2 separate regions of the Zea mays genome follow, and region 1 is linked to region 2. Evidence: chromatin contacts called from public Hi-C data. All regions are on one chromosome and are shown on one strand. Each heading gives the region's core, a stretch centred on a gene start, on an enhancer-like site or on the middle of the called end of the contact. The rest is flanking DNA. Distances are from core to core; before and after follow the strand shown. Region 1 holds the start of LOC100280275 (Protein-tyrosine sulfotransferase). Region 2 holds the start of LOC100382365 (GDSL esterase/lipase).

What was found. A called contact is a pair of places that touch in the nucleus more often than the background predicts.
Region 1: a Hi-C map of endosperm shows a contact between it and region 2, with 5 times the contacts expected there. The contact joins the promoter of LOC100280275 here to the promoter of LOC100382365 in region 2. A contact is called at or near these places in 4 of 25 Hi-C or Micro-C datasets (bundle sheath, ear, endosperm and 1 more) and 1 of 3 datasets of contacts at active chromatin or transcription factors (leaf).

What each region holds. Positions count from the first base shown.
Region 1 is chr6:85,960,942-85,968,524 of Zm-B73-REFERENCE-NAM-5.0, reverse strand. It overlaps LOC100280275 (Protein-tyrosine sulfotransferase), which reads right to left and starts at 5,114. Exons shown (of 12, transcript NM_001165575.2): 1 at 4,713-5,114; 2 at 4,323-4,497; 3 at 4,178-4,249; 4 at 3,241-3,529; 5 at 2,634-2,774; 6 at 1,255-1,359; 7 at 844-991; 8 at 163-212; 9 at 1-63. The coding sequence starts at 4,773.
Region 2 is chr6:85,101,791-85,108,598 of Zm-B73-REFERENCE-NAM-5.0, reverse strand. It overlaps LOC100382365 (GDSL esterase/lipase), which reads left to right and starts at 2,033. Exons shown (of 2, transcript NM_001175110.1): 1 at 2,033-3,368; 2 at 4,255-4,664. The coding sequence starts at 2,468. The coding sequence ends at 4,472. LOC100278279 reads right to left here. Exons shown (of 7, transcript NM_001349985.1): 6 at 6,254-6,396; 7 at 5,369-5,880. The coding sequence ends at 5,780.

The DNA.
Region 1 (7,583 bases), core at 3,865-6,364, 860 kb before region 2:
TTTTCCATGTTCGTCGTTGGTAGAGTTCATCGCTTCATTATTCTGCCAACCATGTGTGCTATTCTATCAAGAGAACATAAATATGAGATGGAGTGTTCAGCTTCTACCATCTAATCACACAAAACCAAACAGTGCAATTATAACATTTAATCACCCTCATACCAGATGTCCGTTTGTTTCTTCGTCCTCAGGCTCCATGGATGGGTGAGAATCTGTGAACAGTAGAGATTAGGTCCTCATTTATCAGCTTTGAGTTGTCAAAACTGTATCAAAAGAATATAGAGAACCATATACCCCGAATAAGCATAAGATTTCTTTGTGTAATTATTTCTTCAAGTTATTTTCCATACATATCGCCTTCCTGGCCTAATGTCAAGTTATTTCTTCAAGTCATCTTTTTTTCAGACTTGCCCTAATGTTTTCAATGTGCAGCAAAACATGCACAAAACCACAGATTGGTACTTCAACTGCTACACCAGCCACGATTAGAGTGTTGCTTATGCATTTAATGGTTGATGAGCAACTTCGTTCCACTAGTTTGAACTCAGCTGGATGTTATGCAGGTTCAAACTCACATTCATTTTGATCAGGGATACACATACCATGCGTCTGCATTGATATATGAGATGAATCTGTGCTTGGGTTTCAACAATTGCAGCGACGCATTGCTAATTTGTTAGGGAATGTCTCATCAAAACCTATGTCTTATCAAAACCTTGCAGTACTATCTTTCAGTTTCAATAAAACATAAAGTTGAGTTGTTACCCATTAGTCTAAAATAATGTAAATACAACTAGCGAAGACAATAAAAAGTTAGGGCCACCAGATTGCTATGTGTATTACCAGTCTCAATGGGCAGATCTTCCTTGAGATCTAAAGTCAATGTCCCAGATTGTGAAAGCACCTGTGCTCCTACCATATGAGCAAACAACCTCGCTGATTCTTCATGATCCTCCGTAAGTCCTACATATAGCATCTGGTCCAGCCTATTCTGTAATAAAATATGATGACATTACTTTTGGGAGGGAAGTATATACAAAGCTCCAGACCGGCCTTTGTATACTGAATGGATATATCTGTTTTTAGTAAATGCTATTGTGATAATTCATTTACCTACTGCTTAAGTTCCATCTGCATGAAAGTATAGTCAACACAGTGATGTTTTGCATGCAAGAGAATCTAACTAATGAATGATTTGGCGATTGGAATGAAGAAAGAAAACAATCCTTCATGACATTCATCTCTGGTATATACCTTAGCAACTTCAAGCACAATACGACCAAGATCTGGATGCTTCCTGACACAATGTCGAACCTCATGTGCTCCATCAAAATATGAGTTGTTCGTTAACCCAGTAATCTGCCAAGGTAACATGAGTACACAAAAAAATTAGCAAACCAGATCGTTAAAGCTGCCTGGGAAAATCACTGGCAGGCAGATGTTTACTAAAGTTCCATTTGTGCGAGAAGATATAACAGTATAACATATAAATACGCATGAGACATAACACAGTACTGGTACAGATTTGCGACAAAATTACTGAACAGTGCACATATAAATTGATCAGTTTGACAGGACAATATGTGCTGGGAAATTGGTATGAAAAAAGAACTATTACTCTGCTGAATCTTTCAGCAAAGGTTTTTATCCCAATTATTCTCATAAAGGTTATGTAGGAAAATGAACATGCATGCAATAGAACTACTGCAACTTGTAATTGTTTGAGAGCACATAGTGATGAAGTAGATGTTTAACTGTGGTGGGTAGGGCTGGATATCGAGCCAGTTCAGCTCGGCTCGGCTCGGATCATTAAGGAATCGAGCTAGATAATTAGCTCGGCTCGTTTACGAGCTCCAGCTGGCTCATTTAGCTCGCGAGACACAACAAAAAATAATATGCATGTATATAAACAACAATATAATCAATTGCTAGTTAGTTTTATACTAATTTAACAGTAGAAAAGAGTAATAATATTCATAATTTCATATATCACATCAATTAAACACTAAACTAATACAGTTCATCACGTATTAGTTCATTCATATAAGTGTAGGCTTTGTTTTACTGATAAATGCTAGCTTATTCGAGCTAACGAGCTGGCTCGTTAACGAACCGAGTTGAGATGCTAGCTCAGCTCGTGACAAAATTGAAACGAGTCGATCCGAGTTGATCACGAGTCGAGCGAGCTCACGAGCCATGAATATTTTGTCTAGCCCTAGTGGTGGGTATGTCATATCAGTAAAAAAAGTCATCGTAAGCATGCATGCATCTGTTTTCGATTGTCCATCTGTATCACATGAGCTATCCAGGTTCTTCAAGTAGAGAATGATCACAAATTTCATGAAAAATACTGGCAAGATATATATTTCAGCACAAATCTAAAATGCAAATTATCATCTTTAGAAAACAATCAAAATACGGAAAAAGACAAAGTGGATGGAAATCACAAATCAATACTGCAGCAAATATTATTGCATAATTTGTTAGAATGTAAAATATTAATGTCAAGGAAGGCCAGAGAAAATGGATGGATGAACAATTTGCAGTTCCCAATACACAGGTAGAACAGAGAGTAAACAAATAAAATTATACATGAATAGTACAGCAGAAGTTGACATATACAAAATCTGTACCTGAAAGGTAGCCCCATTATGAATGATTTCATGGGCAACTGGATCATTGATGTACCGATGTAATGGCATAACCATATCGTCCACATCATATGCATTAACCTTCTTACTACTATGAACTTTGTAAACACCCCTGGCATCTCTCTGAAAAGTTACAGTATAGTTATTGAAGGAACATTCTAATACAAGTAATGGAAGAATCATAATTGTAATTAAGTTCATAAGTTCCAAGATATTTTAGAATCTATGCTCTTGGTTGTTAAATGGATGGTAGGGGTACTGTAATATAAGAGCTTTTTACCAATTTAAGGAAAATCTGCAGTGGATCAACTGATTTGTCTAATTGGTGTTTGGTTTGGTTGATGCCAGATACAGATATATCAAAGATCCAATTAAATGTTTAATATAAAGCACTAGGTCACAAAAATATAAGGTCCCTGTTTTAGAAAATAAAGTATCATGACAGCATTTTGTCAAAATTGTTGCATTTGAATAGCAGCACTTTGAGTCCACAATCATATCCACCATATGTTATTGAGTATTTTCTGCCATTATAATTCTATAAAGTACAAATCTAAACCAAATGGTGAACTGAAGTGGATAGGCATACCCTTGCAAACAGATCTTCCCTCATCCATGGAACCAAGTACTTCCAAGGCCAGATGTCCAAAGTACTGACAGCACGAGACTTTGTTAACACACGGGTAGTCATTAACTTTGCAGAAGTTAAGTTTGGATGCACAAGGAATCTAGCTGCAACTTCAACTGAGAACTCATATGTGCTAAATACACGATCAACTGGGTTTCTTAGTATCGTTACAACAGAAGTTCTCTCCCTTGGCAGCTTGGAAGTTAAGCTATAGTCATCATGACTAACAACCAGCTTGCAATCAGGATGGCTGATAAGAATACAAAATGCAAATAGAAATTGTAAGCAAATTATCTTAAGAAAAAAATTGGAACTGAACTCATGGGACAAACACTGACAGTTACTTCACAAGGAATAACAATTAAAAAGTGTTCATTCACTACCTACATATCTGTTGGCATGACCCATAGACATGTCACAACATCCATGTAAAACGTCAGTTAATATTACAAGATCTAGTTGCTATGCATGTACAAGAATTGCCGTAATTAGCATAATGGGTACCATCAATGTTAACAACTTCCACATTCCTGGTCAGATAAGCACGAAGAACATTATTTCACTAGACAGAAATGCAGTAAACCATATATCTCATTGAAATTATTTGGTTCATGATCCAAATTTGTAAAATAGAAGATAATTTTCCTAGAGGGAGTATTTCCAAAGAACATTTTTCATAAAGGCCACAAAATTAATTAATTAATTAAAAACAGCAGGGCAGATGGCACCCAGAATTTGAAGAAGACACACATTTCTTTTAACTGATTCAGACAGTTCACGGGAACAGTGCTATGATTAAGAACTCTGATGTGGTGCTCATAAAACAGATATGGTTTGTCGAATTGCCCAAATGGCATGGTGATGCAGTTGAGCAAAGTAGAGAGCTAACTTTGCTCACCTTGGATCGAACCGTAGTTTGTCGTAAGAACGCGGGCATTCCTGCGCGTTCGTATACAGCTTTTTGAGGAAGCTGCCAAGGCATGAAACATGAGCGGGATGTAGATTACTGTGGATCAAAGTGATGTCCAGTCCAGCGAATGTACCAGTGAAAGTAGGTGCGGCCTCCAGTCCTAGGAATGTGGAGGAAGAAGAGCAAATCCTTGAGGCTCAGTTTGTCCCCGTCCTTCACGCGCCCAGACGAGGCATCCGCCCAGCCCCTGACGACACCCTCGCAGTGTCTGTACCCATCGTCGGAACTGACAAGTGGAAGCAGAGCCACTGCACCACACCACCCGAACGGACGAGTGATTAGTCGAAAAACAGCGCAAAATCCGAGGCAGGTGTGTTTCCCAGCTCAACGAGCGCACCCCGCCGAAACAGTCCCAGCGAATGAATCGCTCGATCAAAACGGCGAACGCAGCCGCAGAACAGAGTTCGGACGTGCCGACTGCCGAGGAGACATGCGAGAGCCAAGGAAGAGGGGGAGGGCGCACCTGATACGAAGACGAGGAGCGCGAGCGCGCGCACGCCCAATCGAAGCGCCGCCCGCGCCATCGGTTCGTCTGGGGCACCGTCCCGCCCCCAGATCCGGCGGCGAACGCGGCGCCCAGGGGCAGCGATCGGGGAGCGAGGAGAGACACGAACACAGCGGCGACAGAATGGAGGACGACGAGCATTAAAAAGGGATGCGGGGGAGGAAACGGAAATGGAAGGACCACGAGCGGGTGGCGGCAAGCGGGGGACAGACGTAAGGGGTCGACTCGAGGACCTCGGCACCGGCGCGGGCGGCCCGGCACCCGCCGCTTTCCTCGCCTCCCTCGGTCTCCGAGCTCCCCACTGCCCTCTGCTCTCCTCTCTTCTCGTGGCGGCGTTGTTTATTCGCTCGCACGCCCAGCTGCCCAGCGCTTGAGCGCTAGTCCCAGTCGCTCGGGCCGGCACGCCCGAGGCGGGCGTAGTGGGGGTTGGCGCTTGGCTGTGGGCTGTGGCAGACTGGCAGCAGCGGTGGTGGGAATTGGGAAAGCGCAGCGGAAAGGCCAGCCGCCACGGCGCAGTGGGATGGTTTTTTTAGTGTGTAATGGGGTCCGATACGGAGCGATATTATTTATTTTCACATTTTTTTCTTAAGATTTAGATCAGATACAGATATTATTAAGTTGTCAGATAAGATTTAATGTATATCAATATTTTAAAAATCTAACTTTGGAAATACAGATACGGATAATTGTATATAGATGGGATATTGAGTACATAAACTCGAATATAAATTAGATCTCAATTCTTTTAAACAGATCGAATTCGACAACAGACGGAATATCCCATTCCGCGCCCTCCAGTCTTCAAATTCTTAATGTTTAAGGGTTTTTCACTTTAGATGTAAATATTTGGTGTTGAAGTATTTGAACCTCATTTTGAACTAGCATACTCTTGATCTAGATGGTCCCGTACATGACTAATTACTCTCCCACGCTTCGTTTTTCACTTTGGATGCAAATATTCGTTTTCCACGCACAGGATGAATCCTTAAACACCCATAGTTTTTGGTCGGTTTCACGCTACCGGCCTCAACCCTCTATCGGATTCGGGAGTCACCATCAGTCCGAGTTGCGCAAACCAACCAGCCAACCAACGATTGATTTTGCAAATTTTTTCATTGTTTTAGGGCATGTATAGCTCAAAAGATCTGGTTTTTTTTCAAATACAAGAGATACTTCATAATATAATTGTGGATATTTAGATCACAAATACAGCTAAAAGACAATATATGTAAGTGTCATGTAGAAACAGACTCTTCGAGGGCAAGCTCATCTCTTATATTTTTTTCATTTAACCCTCCAGAGGATTATGGCCCTGTTTGGTTTGAGAGACTAAACATTATCCGTTTAGTATCATTTAGTTCCTAAATTACCAAAATGGTGGGATTAAAACAGGGTCTAAACTGATTTAGTCACTAGTCCCTCAAAGAGTGACTAAAAGGAACTAAACCATATTAATTTCATCTTTTGCCCTCGTTTATTTTAGGTGCATTAATGGCGAGAGAATGTTAAGTGACATTTTGGTCTTTTTATGAGTCATTTAATGTGTTATAAATATTTATAGTACCTGGAACCAAACATGATAGAGACTAAACTATAGTACCCCAATTAAACTTTAGTCTATGGACTAAACAAATCAAACATGCCCTATATAAATAGGGTTATACATGCCCTTATACACGTCTGTTTGTTTGAAGGCCACTCTTCTAAACTTTAGGGAAAAAACAAAATCCTATTTAGTTCTAGAGACTAAAAATGAGTAAAGCCTATTAATTATTATATATAAAGACAATATTGCCCCTAATTAATATAGATGGTTTAGTTCTAGCATGTTTTCTGCACTAGGCAGATTCTGTAAAAATAAAGTTTAGCCATCTTTAATTACCCCTTAGCCTATAGACTGGCCGTGCAAAACGTTGTAGACAGTATTGTTTATAGAATAAATATGAAATAATTGATGTGAATGAGTAAGCTGCTATATATAGCTTTGATAACTAAAGGACTTAAAGTTAAAAGGTTTACTTCAGCCATCCTGTTTAATAATTTGGGGACTAAAAGTCTCTAAAATTTAGGAGGTAAAAATCAAAGGCCGAAGGCGAGTTGAGATAGATAGTTTCATGGTTTTTCCAGGACAAGGTCATCCCGACTAGCATTTGGTCCAAGAAATAGAATACATGTCTTAATTTATAATTCGTTTGTCTTTTCAATAAATTTGACCTACTCGTCTTATTCAAAATTCTTACGAAAACAAGAGAAATTCAAATCTATATTTAAAGTATATTATATGTTAAACAATATAACTGTAAAACTTAAATAATTATAAAATTTTTAATAAGACGAATCGATCAAATTTAAGATAAGAAAGTCAAATAAATTATAAATTAAAATGGGAGAGTACTTTTTATCTAATAATTGAGGTGATTGAGTAAAATGGATGCATATAATTCGTCTTTTTGGGTCACACATCTCTTCATTTCCTTTTCTTCTCGAGTTGTCATCTACGCCGGCCCACCATGCGCTCTAGTGCCACCAGCCCACTTGAGCCGCTCGCCACCAGCTCTAGCTAGCACCACCCTCGCCCTTAATTCGACGGCTCGAGCCCTCCCATGCTGCTCTAGACTAAGGACGAGTAAGCTAGACAATTCAATTAACATAATGTTTAAATAGAGAATTATAAATCATTATTGTTATTAGACATGCAGCACAACAAAATAAGACAGTGATGATGTAGTGAAAGTAGTCATATATTCTAATGTATTAGTTGGGTGCCCGTGCATTGCAACGACATGCAAAATATCCAACAAAATGTTAGTACACAACGATTATATAAAA
Region 2 (6,808 bases), core at 784-3,283:
TTTGGGTTCCTCAGCCTCCATGACCTTCTCCCGTGCACTCGATACCTCGAAGCTCTTCTTGCCTCCATCCTTGGCTTAACCAGTTGTCTCCAAGATATGCACACCAAGTTTCACATAAGCAATGTTCTCCTTCACTTGTGATGTCCACAACCATAATCAACTCAACCTTTGGACCATCACCATAGAACACTTGTGTTGAACTTTACAAGCTTTTACACTAAGCACATGTCCAACTCTTAACACACATGCTAGTCCTTTAATTGGGTTGTCATCCAAACCACCAAAACCCACAAGAGAGTTGTCACCTTTGATGCACCATCCTTTGCCCAATCCTTTTCTTCAATAGTAAGAGAGGCTAAGAAATTCTAAACATATATGTTTTCCCTTATGTGTTTTAGAGCCTTTGTGAAATCCCTCCAAGTTGAAGGTAATTTGCCATTATGCTCCCCATCACAAATGGATCCAGCAAGATACACTCTAATTAGTTGGAGCTCACCAACAATGTGTTATATCTCATGAGATTGCTCAACCACAGAGTGATTGCCAACCATATTATAGTCATAATAACGTTCAGTGACATATAACTCATGTAAAACATTAGAGGCATTGTACTTATGTTTGACAGCCTACATGAGCTCTTTTACGCTCTTTATACTCATGTACACATCATAGAGCTTTTTAGACATACTCAAGATGCACCCTACTGTTATCATATTATCCTTGTCAAACTCCGTCTGTTTCTTAACGGTTAAAGGACCTTCATAAGGCTTCACAACTCAATACACGTCCGTAGCAGCGAGCCACAAATTAAGTTATATGGACCATCTCTTAAAGTTTGGTCCACCAAACTTCTCACGTGTCATTGTATTAGAAAAGTTATTACACATCTTAAAGATCTAAAGTATCAATTGAGTTTTTTGAAATGTTTGGCAACCACGCACTTTAAAGGTTAAGTTAATTCCTAAAGCAACTGGTAAATAAACTACGGTTACAACACGCATGATAAAAAATCATCGTATCTCTATAGCAGTTTAAATCTACATCAAACGCGAGAGGAAAACTCACCATTTCTTATAGTGGGGGATCACTTCACCGTATTTGACGATAAGATTGAGGCTAAAGGCTTCATGAAGGCCGTAGAACATCACAGTGCAGATCAACTCAGTTAGAAGTCACATGATCATTACCCAAAAACTTTTGCTCTAACTCGTGTAGGTTATTCAGCGGAGCAAGGTTTCATAGACACTGCTCTCTCTATGCATAGTTGTCACACCAGCGCTAGGGTTGGAGGGAGTCTGAGGTCCGAGAAACAGAGGTCTCTTTTCATCTTGTGTAGAAGTATGTCCCCCTAATTTATAAATGAATGGGCTTAAGATAACTTCCTCTAGTATCTATGTGGTACTATATTTTCCACCATGACACTAAGTAATAATGTATTTTTAAGGTTTATTTTGAATTTTATTGCAAGATAAATGGGCTTGCATATAAACTCCAACCATTCCATTGGCTAATTTGGATAAGCAAACAGATATATAGAAAGGCCTAGAGACAAATAGTAGGAATGAAAACGGTCGAAAACAGTATTTATTCGGTAATCAGTTTTTTTGATCGTTTTTCTTTTTTATTTCGAATAAATAGGATATAGAATCTGCTATACAAGTTTGAATTCTTGTTTTTAACATTGAGCTTGTAAAGATTCATAGAAGATAAACCTTAAATTCAACCTGTATTTTCCCAGATGATAGATATAAAACGAGTGCTGGTTACTCACGTCTGCTACCAATTCTAGACATACCCCTGCCCAGTCGCTCTGCTTTGAGAGAGAGCAGCAGCAGCAACTGAAAGTAACCTCACAGTCACAGCACAAGTCGAGCAAAACTGCAAGAGCAAATCCTCCAGGGCACGGGACTGACGGCTGATTAGCCGGCTGGAATGCTCCCGTCTCTCGCCATCATTCCGCCCAGGGCTGCCGCCTGATTGGCCGTCTTCGCTCGGAACCGACCATCACTGCCCATCGGAAAGGCGCCCTCCACGCAAAACCACATGGAAAGTCGCCGGTGGATCGCAAAGCGGTTGCTGAAAAGGCCCGGCCACACAGCGCACGTCCTCGCCGGCGCTCCTGCCGGTGCCGGTGCCGGTGCCGGGGCTAAGTAACCACCGGAACGGGCGCGCGACCCGTGTCGGGTCGGCCGCGTTCGTTTGATTCGGTTATAATAGAGTATTAGTTTATTACTAAATGAAATGATGGCATGCATGTGGTTAGCCAGGTTGACAGAAGTCACAGAACGCACTGCTCGACTCTAGCTGTTCCAGGCGGCGAGACGCAAGCGCAAGCGCAAGCGTTTTGTTGGCGAGGCTACAAAAGGCTGCTCCAGGCCAGCCGTCTCGTTCCAGTTCCATTCAAGCGCACTGCTGGACTCCAACTCGACTGCTCTGCGTAGCGGAGTAGGCTGATCAGAGGCGAGATATGAGGAGCGGCCGGCGGATGGCGGCAGCTCTGGTGGCGCTGGCGTGGGCGCTCGCGGCTGTGGCTGTGGCGGCGGCGCAGAAGTACAATGCCATCTTCAACTTCGGCGACTCCATCACCGACACGGGGAACCTCTGCACCAGCGGGAGGCCGTCGCAGATCACCTTCACGCAGCCGCCCTACGGCGAGACCTACTTCGGCACGCCGACGTGCCGCTGCTGCGACGGCCGCGTGATCCCGGACTTCCTCTGCTCCAAGTTCGGGCTGCCGTTCCTGCCGCCGTCCAAGTCGACGACGGCCGACTTCAAGGAGGGCGCCAACATGGCCATCACCGGCGCGACTGCCATGGACGCGCCCTTCTTCCGCTCGCTGGGGCTCTCCGACAAGATCTGGAACAACGGGCCCATCAGCTTCCAGCTGGAGTGGTTCCAGCAGGTCGCGTCCGCCGTGTGCGGCGGGGGGCAGGCGCAGCAGGCCGACTGCAAGAGCTACCTGGCCAACTCCCTGTTCGTGTTCGGCGAGTTCGGCGGCAACGACTACAACGCCATGCTGTTCGGCAACTACAGCGCGGACCAGGCCAGCACGTACACGCCGCAGGTCGTGGCCGCCGTCGCCAGCGGCGTCGAGAAGCTGGTGGCCATGGGCGCCACCGACATCGTGGTGCCCGGCGTGCTCCCCATCGGCTGCTTCCCCATCTACCTCACCTTCTACGGCACCTCCAGCAGCGCCGACTACGACAGCCTCGGCTGCCTCAGGAAGTTCAACGACCTGTCCACCAACCACAACAACCAGCTGCAGGCCCAGATCTCCGGCCTCCAGGCCAAGTACAAGTCGGCGCGCATCATGTACGCCGACTTCTACTCCGCCGTCTACGACATGGTCAAGAATCCAGGCAGCTACGGTACGTGCGTACGTACGTGTATACTATGCTGTCCCACCCAGCTCTCCTCCTAGCTCCTCTCCTCGTCTTCGTCCACGACCTCGCGACCGCCCCCGCCGACGCACGCGCCTCGGAAAGGATAAGGAGTCGAGTCGAGTGCTGACGAAACGCTAGCTTAGCTCCAAGCGGCTGCTAGGGAGCCTCCCTCTGATCGCTGCAAGTTGTCACGCACGCACCTCGAGCATCCGTGACGACTGCGCCCAGCCCAGGGGGTGGGCTGGCTAGCCAGGCCAGCTTTCAAACAAAGCGCGCGCTTGGCGCATCCGGCGTCCTCCCGTCGCACAGGCACAGCGCCTCTTCAATGCGCCGTCCTGGTCCTGGTCCTGGCAGTCAGTCAGTCACCAGCCTATGCAGGAATAATAGGACAGGAATCCCGTTCCATCCCGTCCCGTCACGTCACGTGTGTAAAACCCCGTGCACGCACCGATCGCAGGGGCGCGCCCCGCAGCATGCATGTGCACGGCGGCATGGTATCAGGCGGGCCTGCTGCACTGCGGCGGCGAGGTATCAGGCGGGACGACATGCCCGTTGCTCGTGCGCTGCGCAAGCGTGGGCGTGTCGTGCGGCGGCGAATAGAAAAAAAAATGACGGGGTCCCGGTACGGCCTCGCCTGTCTGTCCCGCTCGTGACGGCATTTGTTTAGGTGCCGGATCTCGCACTGAGGGGGCACTGCTCCTGCACGTTGCCCACGCGCGCCCGAGCACGAGCAGCATTGAATTGACGCGCGGGAACGAGACGCGGCGCTGCTGCTCGTCCCGTGTGCATGTGGTCTCGTCTCCGTCTCCCTCACACTGACTCGGTTTCCTCTTTGGCGCCCTCCTCGGCTCCTCCTCGTGCGCTGCTGCAGGGTTCAGCACGGCGTTCCAGACGTGCTGCGGGTCCGGAGGCGGCAAGTACAACTACCAGAACAGCGCGCGGTGCGGCATGCCGGGCGCCTCCGCGTGCTCCAACCCGGCGGCGCACCTCAGCTGGGACGGCATCCACCTCACCGAGGCCGCGTACAAGCAGATCACCGACGGCTGGCTCAACGGGCCCTACTGCCACCCGGCCATTCTCCACAGCTAAAGCGACAGGGGGGCCCAATTAATTATTAATTATTATTATTTGTTGTTTACGTTGCCGGGAGAGAAAAACAAAGTGTCTCAGCAACTGCATGCATGTGTTCCTGGTCCCTCACTGCTATGACTTACAGAGTATTATATATTAGTACTATGTATACTGGTCCTCATTTACAAATCAAATGGTATAGGGTTTTCTATTTAATTTCTCTGGTCTGCCTGTGCGTGACATGTGGCCAGGGCCCGTGAAGGCCGTCACAGGGTCACTGCACAAGGCTCCAACGTGCGTGCCGTCACGAAGTCCTAGCTATCACGAGCTCATGCATGACCAACTCCGAGCGAGAATGCCACCAAAAGGAAACTGCGACTGCTTGCACAACACAAGCAAATATTTACAGGATCCTTCTCTTGTTTCATTGCATCCATATGCATGCCTCTACCCCTTGCTTCATTACAAAACTTTCAGTGCTGCCCGGACAGCGAAAGCCGTTTCGCTGACCAATACGAGCACTGTTCCTTCCAAATGAACTAGACGCATCTGAGAAAACTCTTCCGAGTTGCTGGCCTCAATTACTGTGACTTCACGGTAGGAACAGCTAGAGTGGCCAATCACTTTCGTATTTAAATGTTTATTGTCCCAATCTCAGATCCATGCTACTTACACAGCTGGAGAGAGACACTCAATATCGCTCCCCATAACAAAAGGATTCATCTTTAATAGCAGTATAATAATCACCGGCAAGGCTCTTGCCATATATATTTTCGAGAGAGAAAATAATTTCGAAGCCACAAGTAAAAACACTGATCATAAGAATGCAGAATGAGAATGCGTTGCTTGTTATCATCCTCAAGACTCAGCTTGCTCGCTTAGTTATGGATCAGAAAATAAGTAGACGACGGCTCAGAAAATAATTTACTCCAAAAAGAGAACCTCAAGGAATATCCCTAATCTCAATCAGCCACAGCATCAGGTGTACGCATGGTCTTATCAATTAATTGCCAATGCATTCTTTCCTTCTAATTTCTATACAACAAAACTCCTTTAATTTCTGCTACGATACAGGATTGAACGTTCCAGACGTCGACCACGGTTCCAATTGCAAGAGAAGCAATGAAGGCTGCTGTGACAAGAATGCTGAATGAGAATGCCTTTGCTACAGCGCTAGGTTACGACGCCAGCCAACTATAGGTTCCTTGAGCAGTGCTCCCGCAATGATTGCGCCTGATGAATCAAATGAATACTCCAAACACATCTATTGGGTGAGGACACAGGTCAACTATCAGATCCGTAGTTTGTCCCCCAACCAAGAATCATCAATCCTCAGACTCGGACACCTCAGCTGCCACAGTTGGACCACCTGTGCATTCTTTTCTTTCATGGAGCTCTAGCATTTTTACCTCTGGGTGGCATAGACCTGTGTCACAGATTTGGACGTTAGCAAGGCCCCAGCTTGGTCTTTAATGATTAAATTGTAGACACATTGAACTGATAAAGGTCTAATAAGAAAGGGTATGAAGATCAGCTTCTACAGTTCTCTATCTAGTCTCATCCCTCATATTATGCTTACTATTTTTAGCCTTCATATGTACTCCCCTCCATTAAATGCATAGCAAAAGCTTCCTATCTAGAAATCCAAAACGTCTTATAATTTAGAAGGGGAAGAGTACATTTGATTAAAGATTCTAATGTACAATATGGAAATATGTGTGTTAGCCAAATCATTACAAGGGGGCAAGAAAATGTACAGATGCCAATCTATCCATCTAAGAAATAAGAAAGCAAATGACCTGAGCATTTTGGGATGTCCCAAACAGCAATTGAAGACTCCGTGCAGTCAGGTTCACAAAGTGCATGTGTGTTCTCATGGTTGACGTTCATAGCAAGCATCCACGATCCAATTGTAACGTCCTCGTTGCTGAACATACGGAAACTGGAGAAAACATATGCAAGAATATAGTTAACAGCAAATAAAATTATTCAATCAGAGGTTCCACAGTGATGTAATAATGCTACTATGTGAGAAACTGAATCTCACAACATCTTCAGCTGTTTCTTAATCTCAAAATGTCAGTTGCCTTGCTATTCCTGTAGCAGTTCTATACTTCTATCCATGCTCCAGGGTTTATGATTTCAATATAGCATTAGCAACCAATGATCCTTCACCATTGAAATAGTACAGCTCTACCAGGGATAGGATTATTGGAAATAGAAAGTATGGCTTAATGCTACAGCACAGATTTATACATTAATGCCATACTGATTAGCAGGTACAGGTTTAGTTAAAATTACTCAAATAAATTCCAAGTATCAGAATGTTATGCTGCATTCTTTAAGCATTAGAA